2 separate regions of the Mus musculus genome follow, and region 2 is linked to region 1. The links are chromatin contacts, called in public promoter capture Hi-C maps. All regions are on one chromosome and are shown on one strand. Each heading gives the region's core, a stretch centred on a gene start, on an enhancer-like site or on the middle of the called end of the contact. The rest is flanking DNA. Distances are from core to core; before and after follow the strand shown.

Region 1 (2,610 bases), core at 64-2,563:
TCACTGAGAGTCAGGAAGAATAAAGAATTAAACATGAAACTACAGAGAACCATTTCTGAGGAGGTTAGAACCCAAGGGATCATGCATCTTGCGTTGCGTTGGCCACTGCACTGGGCGGGTCAACAGAGTGGCTGTCCACACAGAGATCGTAGCAACCTCCCCCAAATGATAGGATTAAGCTTCATGGTGCCTCGTGGTCAGAGATGTGGGAGTTGAATAGTGGCCTCTGAAAAGATACATCCACATCCTAATTCTAATCTCTGTGAATGTGACCTTATGGACAAATGGGGTGTTTGCAGATGTCATCGGTAAAGGCTCTTGGGATGCCACACTCCATCTAAGGTGACAGGTGTTTCGATAGGGAAAAGAAGGTAAGACTTGAGACATGTACTCTGGAGTAGAGCTGTATGAGACAGGCAGAAACTAGACTGGTGTGGTCAGAAGCAGACAGATGAGGGCTGCTGGCTGAGGTGGGACAGGAACCTTGAAGCTGAGGCTTTGGCCTCAGACTTCTGACTTCAAACAGACATGTTTAAGTATTTCTCCCATACAGTGCTCTGTGCCTTCGCTCTCTCCACATCCATCTGAAGTCCCTGCTCTTAGCTCCCATTCTAGGGTCCTCTACAGGCCAAACAGACACTGAGGGGTAAAACAAGAACGATCTGGACAGACAGACAGACAGGCAGAGGAGCTCTAGGGCTAGGGATGGAGCTCCTAGTTGGTGGAGTTTGCTTAGCATGCTCACAGGAAGCTCCAAATCCACCTCCAGCATCACATGCGCCAGGGACGCCGGTGCTCACCGGTAACGCCAGCAGTTGGCAGATGAAGGCGAGAGGATCAGACGTTCAGCCCCATTCTCAGCTTATCCTCAGTGAGGCCAGGGCTAGCCTGGTCTACCTGAAACCCTGGATCAAAACAAAAAGGAGGAGGAGAAGAGGAGGAGGGAAAGAGGGAGAGGAGGAGGGATGGTGGACCGGGTAGGCTAGAGAGGGAAGGAGAAACTGTGGTCAAGCTCGGATCAGTGTCACAGCCATCCACTGTCACACGCATTCAGCTAGTTCTAGCCCCGTATATGAAAAAGCCCAAACACGTGCACTTTTACTTGGGAACAAAGAAAAACATTTGATTGGAGATGGGGTCAGGGTGAGGGGCTAGCTTAACCAGCTTTGGCCTGCTTCACATATTTTGTGGGTTAGTCTAGTAGACCTTTGTTGGCAACCCTCTGCACGTTCCCAATAAAACCCTGACCCTAGCCCAGTTCCTGGGTGATGACCTATAACCTCTCATCCTACCTAGTTCAAAGGTCTGCATTCATACCAGTTTGTCCAGGGTAGGAACGCAATTTGTAGTGGGGGCTGTGGACCACACAGTGTCAGCTAACCTTTGGAAGGACCAAAATCAAAGTTTAAAGTTCAACCTCCGAGGAGGCCAGCCATATCTGTGATGTCTGTGTACCAGTCGTATTTATTCGTTTGTCTGTATTGAGACACGATTTCTCTGTGTAGCCCTGGCTGTCTGGAACTCACTCTGTGGATTAGACCTGCCTCAGACTCAGAGATCTGCCTGCCTCTGCCTCTGGAATGCTGGCTGGGATTAAGAACGTGTGCCACCACCAGTTTTTAATACAAATTTTGGATTCTGGGGCTGGGGAGATGGCTCAGTGGTTAAGAGCTCCCATTGTTCTTCCAGAGGATCTAAGTTCAGTTCCTAGCACACAACTGCCTATAACTCCAGCTCCAGGAGACCTTGTACCTTCTGGCTTCCATAGGCACCTATCCACACACAGGTGGCACACACACGCACGCACGCGTACACACACACACACACACACACACACACACAAACACACACTTAAAAGCCCTGGATTCTGAGGGTAAGAAGGTGTCTCCGTCAGTAGGCTGTCTGCTGCATAAACACAAGGCCATGAATCCATCCCCGTGCCCCTGAGCCTGGCTCGATACTCTGCACCCGCAATCCCAGTACTGGCAGAGGCCTGAATACCCCAGGGTTCAATGGCCAGACAGCCTAGCTGAATCATGAGCTCCAGATTCACTGAAAGACCCTGTCTGACAAACTAAGGCATAGAGTTATAGAGGAAAATACTTGATGTCAACTTCCGGCCTCCATATGTATGTACAAATATGTCCACAAACATGGATGTTGATCCTGGACTCCAAGGCTCAGGTCATCTTCTCTGGTGGGCAACACTGCATGTTGTCACTCACTGCCACCGAAGAAGATGAAGCTCCCTGATGGCCTTGTCAAGCTGTCCAGTTTAAAATGATACAAAAAGTGGGGAGCAAAACGTTCCCCCAAGGGTGGACTGAAGTGTAGTGGAGAGACTTACAGCCCCATAAAGCCGCCAGGCCAGACCAAGTCTCACTGGCTCTTTAAAACCCCAAGAAGGGCTTCATTTGCATTTAGATCTCCTTGCTCCCTCTTTTCATCTAAAGACAAATCCTCACAAAAGGCTGCTTAATTAGACCAAATTAGATTTCCACTCAGCCGCTTGTCATTCATTACAAAACGCTGTTCTTTTTCTATTTTGGTAATTACGGGCTGGTCTCCGCCCGTTTGTAGCCCTCACTCCAGCCGGTGCCTGACTAGCAT
Region 2 (2,610 bases), core at 36-2,535, 47 kb before region 1:
TTGATCTAATCCATATTTTTTTTTTCTTTCGAGGTGGGAGGAAGTGTCCAACAGGGAAACTGGCTTGGGACCACCCACTGAATTAGCATTGACCTCAAGCCTAAGAATGCATATTTCTATTGCAGTACGACTGTGTTAGTACCATATCCCAGAGAGAGAGAGAGAGAGAGAGAGAGAGAGAGAGAGAAGAAGAAGAAGAAGAAGAAGAAGAAGAAGAAGAAGAAGGAAGAAGGAAGAAGGAGGAGGAGGAAGAAGAAGAAGAAGAAGAAGAAGAAGAAGAAGAAGAAGAAAGGAAGGAAGAAGAAGGAGGAGGAGAAGGAGGAGGAGAAAGAAGAGGAGGAGGAGGAGGAAGAGAAGAAGAAGAGAAGAAGAAAAGAAGGAGAAAAGAAGAAGAAGAAAGGAAGGAAGAAGAAGGAGGAGGAGAAGGAGGAGGAGAAAGAAGAGGAGGAGGAGGAGGAAGAGAAGAAGAAGAGAAGAAGAAAAGAAGGAGAAAAGAAGAAGAGAAGAAAAGAAGGAGAAAAGAAGAAGAAAAGAAGAAGAGAAGAAGAAGAAAAGAAGGAGAAAAGAAGAGAAGAAGAAAAAAGGAGAAAAGAAGAAGAAAAGAAGGAGAAAAGAAGAAGAAAAGAAGAAAAGAAGAAGAAAAGGAGAAAAGAAGAAGAAAAGAAGAAGAAGGAGAAGGAGGAGGAGGAGGAGGAGGAGGAGGAGAAGAAGAAGAAGAAGAAGAAGAAGAAGAAGAAGAAGAAGGAAGAAGAAGAAGAAGAAGAAGAAGAAGAAGAAGAAGAAGAAGAAGAAGAAGAAGAAGAAGAAGAAGGAAGAAGAAGAAGAAGAAGAAGAAAAGATTCCCTTGGGAGGGAACTGTAACTAGAGTAGGGTAGTTAGAGGGTGGAAGCCAAGGATAAGTGATCCTCTAAAACCTCTTCTCTTTTAACACAACCTAGATTTGATTCTTGGGTTTTTCTATGTTGATTTGAGACAGGTCTAAAAGGTCTCTGTGGTTGCTAAGAATTTCTAGAAAGAAAACCGGAAGCTCTTGAGCTGTTGGCGTCTTGTCACCAAGGAGACGGGACGTTCCATTTTTCCGAAAGGGGTAGTGTAGACACTCTTCCCTCTCTCAGTCTGCTGCGAGGTGCCCAAATCACTCCGAAGAACTGGCGGGGTTTAAGCTTTGGACAGAGGCTCCGCAGGTGGGCGCGCTCTGCTCCGGAGCCTGCCTTGCCGCGAGGTGCACCCCAGGGTCCCCGTGGTGCAGCCCGGAGCGCGCGCTCGCTCGGGGCTGGAGTCCTCAGACAGCGCAGAACTCTGTGGGCTTTGCAGCCAAGGTCTAATCCCGGAGGCCCCTGGGATGCCTGATCCGGCGAAACCCGGGAAAGACCTCACGGCATGGAAAAAGAAGAAGCAGCCCGTGCATCGCACGGTCAGCCAGATCTGCCCGCCGCCCCGACGGCCGCTGACGGTGGTCGACATCCGTACGGGCATGGAGAACGAAAGGCTGGGGGTCGTGCGTGACTCCATGTTTCAGAACCCGCTCATCGTCAAGGTGAGCGCCTGGGCACGATCATCCCCTCCGCGGGCACCGACGCCGCCGATGGGTTCCAGCTGCTGAACTCTCGGGACCCGGGGCCCAGGGTTTGGGCGCAGTGTAGGAAACTTGCTCTGGGTGAAACAGGCCTCCTGGACCCTCTGCAGTCGTAGCCAGTCCAGGAACCTCAGTGTCCTCAAGTGGCACACGTTAGCGGGGTCTTTCCCCACTACTGGGAAAGACTATGGATAGGGCAATCTCTACCGGGCTCGTACCCACAGGGTGACAGACAGGTCTCAGGCACCCATCCATGCCCTTGCCACCCAAGATCCATCTTCCCCAGCACCTCTGGTCTACTATGCAGCAGGTGCTCTGGGACTGACTGTCGGGAAAGTATCACAACACCATCTTAAGTGTGCTGGGGGTGTGAGATTCAAAGCCCTCTAGGAGGCGTGGCTGGCACTTGCGTGGGAGCAGCGTTTATAGACAGATCACTTTCCCTTTCGGTGCTGGTCCTCCGCACTTTTGTCTGTTTTCCTGTCTGGCTAAAAACTACACTTGGGCCGGGCGTGGTGGGGCACGCCTTTAATCCCAGCACTTGGGAGGCAGAGGCAGGCGGATTTTTGAGTTCGATACCAGCCTGGTCTACAAAGTGAGCTCCAGGACAGCCAGGGCTATAGAAAAACCCTGTCTCGAAAAACAAAAACAAAAACAAAACCCAAAAAAAACCTACACGTGGCCGTGGCTCTGCCTCTTTAGGCGCCGGGAGACCGAAAAAGTAAAGTTGAAGTTTAGTGGCGCAAATTTATCTTGTGCCGCTAGAGGGCAGTGTGCTTCTAAAAATTGACCTCGGTTTCCAGGTTCCATAGAGGTATGGGCATGCTGATGGGTTCTTTGACTATAGGCAGACCTATATTGTTAGACCTTTCTGGGCTAATTAATGCTCCCAGGAGGACAGAAGCTAGATACAGGGAACCCATGAAGCAGCATCCTTAGCACTGGCCCCTCTGAGATGTTTCCACAGTGGAACAAGTTTTGCTTACTTCTTGGATTCCTGATCTTAGCAGGTACCTGGGACAGAGAGTTGGAAT

Evidence for each region. Promoter capture Hi-C pulls out the DNA fragments that hold promoters and counts their contacts.
Region 2: a promoter capture Hi-C map of liver shows a contact between it and region 1, with 6 times the contacts expected there. The contact joins the promoter of Cfap77 here to the enhancer-like site in region 1. A contact is called at or near these places in 3 of 39 promoter capture datasets (liver and stem cell-derived epiblast-like cells), 3 of 15 datasets of contacts at CTCF or cohesin (the NIH/3T3 cell line, large pre-B cells and pro-B cells), 18 of 484 Hi-C or Micro-C datasets (8-cell embryo, the AML12 cell line, the AtT-20 cell line and 9 more), 5 of 115 datasets of contacts at active chromatin or transcription factors (the SCID.adh cell line, bone marrow-derived macrophages and embryonic stem cells) and 4 of 9 other capture datasets (adipose tissue, embryonic stem cells, liver and 1 more).

What each region holds. Positions count from the first base shown.
Region 1 is chr2:29,006,619-29,009,228 of GRCm38.p6, reverse strand. The region is part of intron 1 of Cfap77 (cilia and flagella associated protein 77); the gene reads left to right. Among named protein-coding and RNA genes, the nearest start is that of Cfap77, 47 kb to the left of the region's middle. Within about 2 kb of position 1,313, at least 5 of the 459 cell types and tissues checked have an H3K27ac peak or open chromatin away from gene starts, as enhancers often do. A contact at or near this core is called in liver, where this site is marked.
Region 2 is chr2:29,053,741-29,056,350 of GRCm38.p6, reverse strand. It overlaps Cfap77 (cilia and flagella associated protein 77), which reads left to right and starts at 1,285. Exons shown (of 6, transcript NM_001166705.1): 1 at 1,285-1,537. The coding sequence starts at 1,343.